2 separate regions of the Podarcis muralis genome follow, and region 2 is linked to region 1. The links are chromatin contacts, called in public Hi-C maps. All regions are on one chromosome and are shown on one strand. The core of a region is the stretch at or near the end of the contact, and the rest is flanking DNA. Distances in the headings are between cores, read along the strand shown.

Region 1 (5,483 bases), core at 1,198-3,697:
TCCAGATTTTCAGTATTTTCAGGTGGGATTCAATCACCTATCAGCAAATCCAGTTTGTGCAATTAAAGTTGTTTTGGAGGACTCGTGTAAGAAATCTGCTTCTTCAAAGGATTGAAATTTTGATATAACATTGTCTAAACTCCTCATAAGCAAATCAAAATGAATGTCCTAACTTCTCTAAGAACTAATTAAGATGAATGCTCAGTATTCCAGGTCACCTGGAAATGCCCACAGTTCTTCAAAAAACCAAACATACACAACAAAAATAAACTTTTAAAAACCATTGTGAATTCTGCACTGACTGAAATCTTATGCCTTTCCAAAAATTTCCCAGGGGGGCTGTTAAATAGCTTTTGGAAGACAGTCTTCAAAACAAGTTAGCTAACATGTTCTTTTCAGGCTTTTATATATACTTCAAGATGATGGCACCATCGTGTGGTCATTTTTATTTTCTTTCTTTTTTACTGTTAATATTGTAATGGACAAATTAATCTCTGTTGTTACAATTACTATTTTAACCTCATATAACAAAGTAGATATTATTCCGACACCTCTTCTTGTGATCCAGATGTAAATATGGAAGGGGACACCATGGTGTAACTGCAATGGCTGACTTCCATTTCTCTCTAACACATTTTGCCATATGAAAACTGGGTTTTGCTGCTCAGTTTATTGTTGCTCTGACAACCCCCCCCCCCCAAAAAAAACCCCTATAGGAATCTCTGTCTCTCCACACACACAAGGAGGCACCCGTTTAAATTCCGCTACAATGCTTCTAGTGCTTTGGTTGCCTTATTCCAGCATAATGCTTATATCAGGGTCCCGGAGGATTGAGATGGCAGGCACCACCAGCAATAGTTGCTGCTAGACTGACCTCTCTGTCTGCTGCTGAGCCTGCCACTCTCAAAGATCAGGGAAGGATGGAGAGCTGAAGAAAGGAGCAGAGGGAGCCCACCATGTCACGACAAAAGGTAAGGTAAAAGGTAAAGGACCACTGGATGGTTAAGTCCAGTCAAAGATGACTATGGGGTGCGGCACTCATCTCGCTTCAGGCCGAGGGAGCCGGTGTTTGTCTACAGGCAGCTTTCCAGGTCATGTGCAGTGGAACACCATGACGGAAGCCAGAGCGCATGGAAACGCCGTTTACCTTCCTGCCACAGTGGTACCTATTTATCTACTTGCACTGGTGTGCTTTCAAAGTGTTAGGTTGGCAGAAGCTGGGACAGAGCAACAGGACCCCACCCCGTTGCACGGATTTGAACTGCTGACCTTCTAATTGGCAAGCCTAAGAGACTCAAGTGGTTTAGACCACAGCGTCACCCGCATTCCTGCCAGGATAAAGGACCCACCTAGGTGGTGGGATGCTGAAACTCCCCACCTGAAATTGGCACCAGCACCATGCAGTATATATATATATATTTTTATTTAACAACTACCCTGTAGAAGAGTACTGGTGACCTCAAAAGCTTGCTTAATTTTTAATTGGTCCTAATACTCAAATTATGCAACTATTGCTGTTTGGATATTTCCCAATGGACCAACAAGGCTGATTACTTTAATCAACGATGATTAAAACCAGAGCAGCACAAAAGCTGATGTCTGACAGAACTTGCCCTGGGTAAGAGACATATAAATGGGACGAGGGGTACCATAGATCTGGGACAGAGTTCAAGCTTTGCACAGGAGGCAGTGAGGACCACCAACTAGGATGACTTTCAGAGGATTAGATAAATTAACGGAGGACAAGTTAATCTCAATAGCTATTAGTCACGATGAGGGCTATGGAGGAGGCTCCTTTTACCTTCGTGCAGAAGGTCTGTAGTTTGGTCCCTGGCACCCCTACCCCGTGTGTGTCACCCCCCACCCCCTTAAAATGGATCAGGGAAATGTGATGAGAAAGACTCCGCACTGCTTTATGCTATTGCAGTGCAAGCCTTGCCACGTGCTTCGCGAGCCCCAAGTCCCAACTTCAATCCCTTGTGTGTCTCCAAGGAGGTAGAGCTGGGAAAGAAAGACTCCTCTCTAAATCCTTGAAGTGTCACTGAGCTAGACGGATCAACGAGGGGGAGACTTGTGCAAGGCAGCTTCCATCCCGTGCAATCACAATGCTGTGTAAACCCCCCCAAGTCACTCAATTCGGCGGCGCGGCGGGCTTCTGCTCCTCCTTTCCGCGCGCGAGAGGACAGGGCGCATCGCAGAAATGCCGGTACAGTAATCTGAACAGGGAACGCCTGGACTCCCAACGGCTGCTATCCGCCGCTGCTGCGGCCATGATGAGGGGCGCCAAAGAGCCTTGATGAGAGAGGGAGAGCGCGCGCGATTGGGCGGCACCTAGAAAGCGCTTTGCCAGCAGCAGTGTAGCATTCGTCCTTCGGCGCGGTTGTGATGGTTACGGCTTCCTTGCGGGAGCGCGCGTTCCCTCGGCCCCACCTTTCGGGGGGGGGGGGAGCTGCCCTGTTGTCCCGCCCAGCGCGCGCTCCCGCCCCGTCAGTGAGGAGGGCGCGGGTGGAGACCGGCCTGAGCTCGAGAGCGCGACTGTGCGTGTGTCACGGCGGGTGTGGGTGTGTTTGTTTCCTGTTGAACTCGGAGTACTGAGGAGAAAGAAGCGCAGTGAAAGCAGAAAAGTGTGTGTGTGTGTGTGTGTGTGTGTGTGTGTGAGAGAGAGAGAGAGAGAGAGTGTTTCCTGGCGCCAGAAGAAGAGGGAGCCTGGCTTTGCGGGGCGCTTTCTCCGCCATGGGCCGCCACTGCCTCCGAGCCTCTCCGCGGCCGCTTCTCCTACTCTGCGTCCCGCTGCTCTTCGCTGTCGCCCGCGGAGCCCCCACGCCCGGGCCCGGGGAGCAAGCAGGTGAGAGACCTCGGCCGTGGCGCCCCTCGGGGGCAGGGAGTTGTGGGCGGCCGAGGCAGCCGCGGTAGTCTCCCTCGGCAGCCCCGGCCCGCTCCTTTCCCCGCCCCTCGCCGCTTGAAAACGCCGATCGCGCGGCTCTCCGGTGTGGCCCCCGGAGGGCCCGTGCGTTCTTTCTCCTCTCCCCTTTCCAAAACAGCGCCTCGTTTCCGACGAGGAGCGGCGGCGCCGGGGCTTGCCGTGATTTGTTTTATTTTGTTAGCTTTATTGCCCTCTGTGACGCGTTGCCGGGGATCCGAAGTGTTTTCCTGAAAGTTTGTTTTTATGGCCCCGTACGCGCGATACCTGGAAAGCCCGTTCGAAACGCAGCGGTGGGAATGCGCGGGGACAAAGCCTATAAACTATGGGCGTAGCCAAGGGGGGGCACCTGCCTCCCCAGTCAAGTACAGTACTGTAAAGGATTGAAAATATTTAACTGAGGTTATGACCCCCCCCCCAACATGAAGCCTGCCCCCCATGTTAAAATACCGTACTTAACTGACCAGATACCTAGGTCCCGTCCCCCCCCCCCCAAAGTCATGGTTATGCCTATGCTCTATAACCTAAGGGCTGCAATGTGAAAGGGTGCCTCAGCAACATTGCAGATTGGCTGCCCACCTCACCCCACAATGTGTCTTGAATCCAAGCATCATCGTCATTATTTTTAAAAATAGAGATGGAAAACTTATCTTAAAAGGGGGCTTCTTTTTTCTCACATGAAAGGGAATTCCTCCCACAACATATTCCTGCTTCAGAACCACAGTGGTAAAAAGGTAAAGGTACCCCTGCCCTTATGGGCCAGTCTTGACAGACTCTAGGGTTGTGCGCTCATCTCACTCTAGAGGCCGGGAGCCAGCGCTGTCCGCAGACACTTCCGGGTCACATGGCCAGCGTGACAAAGCTGCTCTGGCGAGCCAGCGCAGCACACACGGAAACGCCATTTACCTTCCCGCTAGTAAGCGGTCCCTATTTATCTACTTGCACCCGGGGGTGCTTTCAAACTGCTAAGTTGGCAGGCGCTGGGACCGAGCAACGGGAGCGCAACCTGCTGCGGGGATTCGAACCGCCGACCATGCGATCGGCAAGTCCTAGGCGCTGAGGTTTTACCCACAGCGCCACCCGCGTCCCTAACTACAGTGGTACCTCAGGTTAAATGCGCTTCAGGTTACATACACTTCAGATTACAGACTCTGCTAACCCAGAAATAGTACCTCAGGTTAAGAACTTTGCTTCAGGATGAGAATAGAAATCGTGCTCTGGCGGTGGGAGGCCCCATTAGCTAAAGTGGTCTTCAGGTTAAGAACGGACCTCCGGAATGAATTAAGTACTTAACCCGAGGTACCACTGTAATTTTTTACACACATGCAAGTTTGATTGCCTAAGATTTATGAAAACTGGTGACAGCTCTAAAAAACTACTGGATTTAGCGGCTTGAGAAAGCACTGGTGTAGTCAGTGTCTGGTCTCTGTTCTTGTTCGTTTGCATTCCTTAAGTTGGAACTGAAGCATTAGATTTACCATAAGTGAGTAAGGTTGGTTTCTTTAGTCTCTGAATTTGAGACTGAGTTCATTTGTTCAGTGAGCTAATGTTATGTGTTTGCCAGGCAATAAATAGTTGTAGCAAAACTCCTGATATCCAGCCATGTGATACAGATTAGTTGCTCCTTAGCACACTTTGATCACTTGATTGTATAAAGAGTGCTAATGGTTAATGTGGGAACTTCAGATCTCTGGAGAAACTGCAAGTCCAAAGTTGGCTGTTGTACAGTGATACCTCGGGTTAAGTACTTAATTTGTTCCGGAGGTCCGTTCTTAACCTGAAACTGTTCTTAACCTGAAACACCACTTTAACTAATGGGGCCTCCTGCTGCTGCCGCACCGCCGCAGCACGATTTCTGTTCTCATCCTGAAGCAAAGTTCTTAACCCGAGGTAATATTTCTGGGTTAGCGGAGTCTGTAACCTGAAGCGCATGTAACCCGAGGTACCACTGTAGTTCGTTCTGGGCTATTCCTTGTGTGGTCTTGGGATAACAGGGATGCCATTTCTGAATTTAATGATGTGCCAAATTGCTGTATGCAAAAAAGTTTGTTTAGGGTTGAAAATAGTGGGGTTTACCCTTATAAGCATGAATGGCATTGTTCTGGTGCTTGTAAGAAGCACCATGCCATATGCTTTGCATACAGAAGGTTCAGTCCCCTGTCATCCCCAGTTAGAAAGCTCATATGGTTAATGTCTAACTTAGTATAAGTTATCCTATATTTCTGGTGTCAGTTTTCACTTGAGTAAAATACATGATAGGATATGGCTATAGCATTGCTTTCATAGTTTACCTCAGTCACCTGCATTCACTAGTTCATTTGAACTGTGTGTGGGCATAGGGGCATTTCACTTCCTTTAACCCAGATGTTTCCTTGGCCAGCAGTTGCGACTGAGTTGAAAACATTGTGCAGATGCTGGAAACCAAGATGAGTGCCCTGTTGCTAAACCACTTCCTTGTAATTGAGCTAAACCAGGCTGTGTCATGTGCTCAGGGTTGTTCTAGAAGACCCTTGCTTAGAACCTTATTCTGTAAAGTTGATTGCTAAACATGACCTCATTAATC
Region 2 (5,483 bases), core at 2,038-4,537, 280 kb before region 1:
TAACAATGTATTCAGATCTAGAACCATTCAAATTTCCAGGAAAGTAACAACATTTTAACAATGAGTGTGATATTGCTACCATGTGGCCCAAATTGAAATATCACCACTCAAGCAGCAGCAACATTTGACTTGTTTCAAGCTAAATGTTCTTTAGAATGTGCCTCTTCTGTGAAGCTCATTCTCTTTCTGATGTAATCATACCCACAATACTCTGAATGTAATCTTTACTTTCCAAGTTCCCCAGTCACTGTATTTATTTTGAATAAAAAGCAAAAATCTATTTGCACTCATTTTTGCCCTATGTTTCAATCAACCAGTCTAACCAAGGAAAATAATGGTCTGCACATCTGCTCTGGTGACCATACTGATCAAGTGGGACACCCTTACTTTCTCCCTCCCAGAATGGCCAAATGTTCTTTAAGATTATAATCATGGTTTGTTTTTGTTTTTTACATCAGAGCTTGCTCGGGTTGATGCAAATGCACAGTGCCACGCTAAAAGAAAAGCTTGCACATTTGAAATATTTACTTGTGCCAATGTTCAACAGAGAAGGCTGGCACACTAATTTACAGTTGACCAACAATCATGTGGTATTTGATACTACAGGGCTGAATGGCAGCTATGATGAATTAACCAAGTGACAATTCACAGCCTTGTCCCACCCAACACCTGCATTATCATTCAAGTCTCTCAAAACCAAAACAACATAGATACAAAGCCAACTAGACTTTACATTCAGTATTAGATGGGGTCCAATCTAAACTGAACTGTAGTTTAAGGAAAATTTATCAGCAGGAAAAAGATGTGCATGCTACTGCAAGCCAGTTCCAGTGCCTATAGCCAAGTGATCAATGTAATTTGTAATGTTTGCCACATGCACACACTAATAGTTTTTGTTGTTGATGTATCCCTAAAAATGTAACATGGAAACAGTACCACTCTTTGAGCAATACTTTCTTTTCTTGCTGACCTCACCATCTCCGTCTCAACATGGGAGGTAACCACTTTGTTAGAGGGAATTTATAGCTCACACAAGCATAAGTGCATCAGAAATGGGAAGCAAACAAACTAGAAAGGTTTCCTCTCCTTAAGTCATTCCTTCCTAGCTCTGTTGTTTTTGTGCATACATGAACACGAATCTCTATGATCATAGAATCTCTTTATGATCAGAGTTAACAAATTATCATAACTTTACCTTCAGCAATTTACCAGCTGACTAGCTCCCATCTGAAAGAGTCTCAATCAATTCATGCAATGCCCAATAACACGAATAAATTGCACACTCCTTTACAGTTAGCAGCTGTTTGTGCAAGATTAATATGGCAAAAGAGACTATACATTTGAACTGGAAGTATACTTGGCCATTTTACTTCTTTCATAGCATTTGTGGGTTCACTTCTTCCCCCCTCCATCACTTGCTCATTCCCTCTAAGCAAAAAAGTGACTTTTTACAATGCAGCTTTCAACAGAAGCCAACTCACAAAACAATCCAATCCACCAAGCCTGAGGAGGTGTGGATGGAGCAGTGGTATCCCTTTAGCCAGTACTGCCTGTGGGAGAACATCACAGCAAGGGATGTCCTACTGCATCTGCCCAAAGGTGGTAATCAGAACAATCCTCAAAGGTAATCAGCACAAGGTAATCCTCCTTCCTCAAAAAAAGTTGGGTGTTTTGGAGCCAAGCATCACATAATTCACTGGATGATGGGATTGCAACAGACCTGACTTGCACCCATTTGCTGTGATACTGGAAGCTGGCATAACAAAGAGGCAACCCCACCTCCTTTCTGCTTGAATGGTGAAGCTGTGGCTCCCACCACGGAAGCCAGGGGTCTAAAATGCCTCCTTGGCCTACAGTCAAGAGAACCTGTAAAGTTGGTCTGTATAAGCTACAGACATCACTATATCATACATTATCACTTGATGCACACACTCAAAAGTATTTTCTTGCATAAGCTTTTATGCCTCTGCATGAAATTCAGCAATATCATTCCAGGACTGGGGTCTTTATTACTGCTTATAACACACATAACCTAAAGAGCACAGTGCAACTTGAAATGCAGATTCCAGCACTTTGACCAATTAGCTCAACGAAACCTAATGCTCCACTTATTCTAAAGTTCCCGTTCAAAAAAGTACCTTCCATTAAGCATTTAGGGTACCCAAGTTAGCCTGTTGAATTAGAAAAGTTCTTTTGCACTTTATTATGGCATAAGGTTTTGTGGACTTCATGAAAGCAAAAACCGCAAAAAAATGTTTTCATTCGTTAAGATACCCTAAGGTTTTGGCCTGTTTATTTTAAATAAAGTACACTGGAAGCTATTCGATAGCCAGAAATTTGTTCCACGTGAAATGCTGAGTGCGACCGTTAAGCTCAACGTAGAAGCGTCACGGGAACGATCCCTTTGCCATCCAGGCCAATCGAGACTGGTGCAGCTATCCTCTCCGCACGCCCGGGTGCAGAGTCCCAAGCACGTTAGCAAGGCTGCGGAAAGGGCCGGACTCTTTCCCGCGTTAGCCTCTTTCTGGGTTGAAGCATCGCCGGGGCCAGAGCCCTGCCACTTTCTCTCCCTCTCTAGAGGGAGCCGCAGCCGAGGCGACGAAGGCGCTTTTCGCATCCCCGCTCCTCTTAAGTCCTGCGCGGCCATTTTGTCCCCGCGGCGGCGCGCTCATTCGGGTCACCAGCCCCAAGATGGCGCCGGGAGTGGGGCTCGCCGCGGAGCGCTACGTCAGAGCGCAACCGCTTCGCAGGAAACGGCGGGCCATTTTCTCGCGCCAAACCGACACGCAGCGCGATAAAGTGGCGGGGGGGGGGCGGAAGGGAGATAAGCAGCGGGTGCCGCTAAGCCGCTTCCCGCCTCCTCATTCCCCGCCCCGCGTGTACCTTCATCCCAAAGGCAGTTTTTTTCGCGCCCGGCCCGGAGGAGTGGGGGGGAGGGGGAGGAACGAACTAAAAACAAGGCCCGGCTCCGTCTCTCCACCAAGCGGGCCGCCTATGCTGCGCTCCCAGGCTCTGCGTATTACCCGCTCGCCGTAGTTCTGCTCCCCGCTGTCGCTCATCCTCCCGCCTCGCAGCGCTGGACGCCGACCGCGGTTGCTACAGCCAAACCGTCCGTTCGCGAGCCTTCTCCGCAGAGGAAGTGACGACGTCACAGAAGCCCCGCCTCCGCGCGAGAGCGAGCGCCCGCCGTCTCGCTCGGAGCTTCCGGCGCTAGGAGGAGGGCGGGGGAGAAGCGAGCCTGCCCCGCGATAGTTGGTGGCGCTCGGCGTAAGTGATCGCCCTGCCGAGTAGCTGTGACCAGTTCAGCACCCGCGCGCGTGTCGTCTGTGTGCTCGCGCGGAGGGGTTGGGGGTCGTCTCCCCTGTGTTTTACTTCGCAGTCACCGTTGTTTTGAGTTTCAATACCATTTTATAAACTCGTGGCCTTGGTCTTTGCTATTGTGAACACTCTTGCTCGCCACCCCAGTCTTGAGAGTTGCGGGATTCCAGGGGTTCGGTTTCCTTGTCTTACAAGAATTTCAAGGTCTCAAATATAGAATAAATACTCATAAATGCACACATATCTAAATATATGAGCCATGTGTCTGAAATAGTATGGGAGAGCAATCCTGAAACCATTTTGACTCTCCCAGTGATCTCAAATATTCCTCTGCAGTAAGGGAGGCAAATGGAGAAAGCCTTCCCATTGTCTTTTTGCTTGCAAATCCTGTCTTAAGGGCGTATTTGTGTATGAATAGGGTGAGCCTGTGACCTGGATTCAGATCCTAATAATATTAAACATCACAAAAGAATGGCCAGACTACCCAGGTAATGCAACCAGTGACCATTATTAGGTATCCTGGCAGGCAGGATTTTTGCTGTGGATCGCCTCCTGTGATGTACGTATGATGTTTTTGGGGGCGGTCTTGGACTACAGAGTAAGCAACAGTTCCTTTAATAAAGATCAGGCTTATTAGCCACTTTGCTTCTAAATATACTATGGTTGGCCTCTGTTGTTTTCTCCTACCGATAGGTAACCCACTTATACGGAAAAACCCATAAGGGAAAGGGAGCAGTTTTTCTTATAACACTTGGAATGAGGGATAGAGGAGAGAGTGGTACCTTTAGGATATACGATTTACTTACATACTGTGCTTTTTTCAGGGGATGATGACAACTCGGGGGTATGCATACCCCTAAACATTTTGTGAATCTTTGTACTTTTGTCTCCACCCCCATCGTTCTACCCGGACACTGAGGTCCAGCACCAAGGGCCTTCTGGCGGTTCCCTCACTGCGAGAAGCCAAGTTACAGGGAACAAGGCAGAGGGCCTTATCGGTAGTGGCGCCTTCCCTGTGGAACACCCTCCCACCAGATGTCAAAGAGAACAACTACCAGGCTTTTAGAAGACATCTGAAGGCAGCCCTGTTTCGGGAAGCTTTTAATGTTTGATGTATTATAGTATTTTAATATTCCTTTGGAAGCCGCCCAGAGTGGCTAGGGAAGCCCAGCCAGATGGACGGGGTATAAATAATAAATTATTATTATTATTATTATTATTATTATTATTATTATTATTATGTCTATTTACTGTATTTATTTTTCCTGATTTGAACTATAAAATGATGATTTTCTTGAGTCAAAATGAGAGTACCCCTAAACATTTTTAAAGAAAAAAAGCACTGCTTACAGATATACAGTGTGTAAATCCCCCTGGATTTATGGGGTGCTATTCCCTGGCCATACATCTTTTGAGTCATAAACAAGCAGTTGAACTGCTGAGGGCTGGAGAGGTTATGATGATTCCTCCTCAACTACTGCCACTGGCTGTGGACTGCTTGTGATGTCACAAAAGCACATGGGAGCTGAGTAGCTATATAAAGGTGGACCAACACACACACACACACACATACATATATACATACACACAACCTGAGCCTATGATGGAGGGGCTCTCAGCATCAACATTTCAAGGAGGTCTTGCTTCTACCAGTCACAGCCTTGGAATCCAAAGAAATCAAGCATGGGTCTTACTCTCTGGCTTCTGCCTGCTTCTAGCCCAGGTGACAGGCACACAGCTCTGGCCTTTGTCTTTCTAACTACCAGTCAGGTGAGGGAGGGCCCCCCTACTCGCTTGTCCTCTGACACAAAGCCACTTCCTTTGTTACACTAAGGACACTACTTAGGGCCATAAACTCACAGCAATACTTTGGTATCCTGGATAACACCTGTCAGAAACCAAGATCCAACCTTCAAACAAATCATGTTGAACTGGGTTATAAAAAGTAATTGAATGGCAAAAATAGGACATTTATTTATTCATTAATCCATCTTTCATCAATAGAACTTGGGGCTCTGAAGGTTCCCATATAGGCACTGAGGAGACTCGCATGTGCTTCGCTTCATTAAGGTTGTTGCATAATGTGCAGTCAGCCCATATTTCCAAAGATAGAATAATATACACATCAGCATTGTATGGCACAATCTCCCTTAACCTAGTGCCCT

The links. Hi-C and Micro-C count contacts between places; a contact is called where the count stands out from the background.
Region 2: a contact with region 1 is called in a Hi-C map of blood, with 6 times the contacts expected there. The contact joins the promoter of TRA2B here to the promoter of PTTG1IP in region 1. A contact is called at or near these places in 2 of 3 Hi-C or Micro-C datasets (blood and tail).

Annotation. Positions count from the first base shown.
Region 1 is chr6:38,281,845-38,287,327 of rPodMur119.hap1.1, reverse strand. It overlaps PTTG1IP (PTTG1 interacting protein), which reads left to right and starts at 2,447. Exons shown (of 7, transcript XM_028731841.2): 1 at 2,447-2,845. The coding sequence starts at 2,734.
Region 2 is chr6:38,564,021-38,569,503 of rPodMur119.hap1.1, reverse strand. TRA2B (transformer 2 beta homolog) reads right to left here and starts at 3,287. Exons shown (of 9, transcript XM_028730835.2): 1 at 3,024-3,287. The coding sequence starts at 3,059. It overlaps LOC144327980 (a long non-coding RNA gene), which reads left to right and starts at 3,183. Exons shown (of 2, transcript XR_013393170.1): 1 at 3,183-3,267; 2 at 4,143-4,534.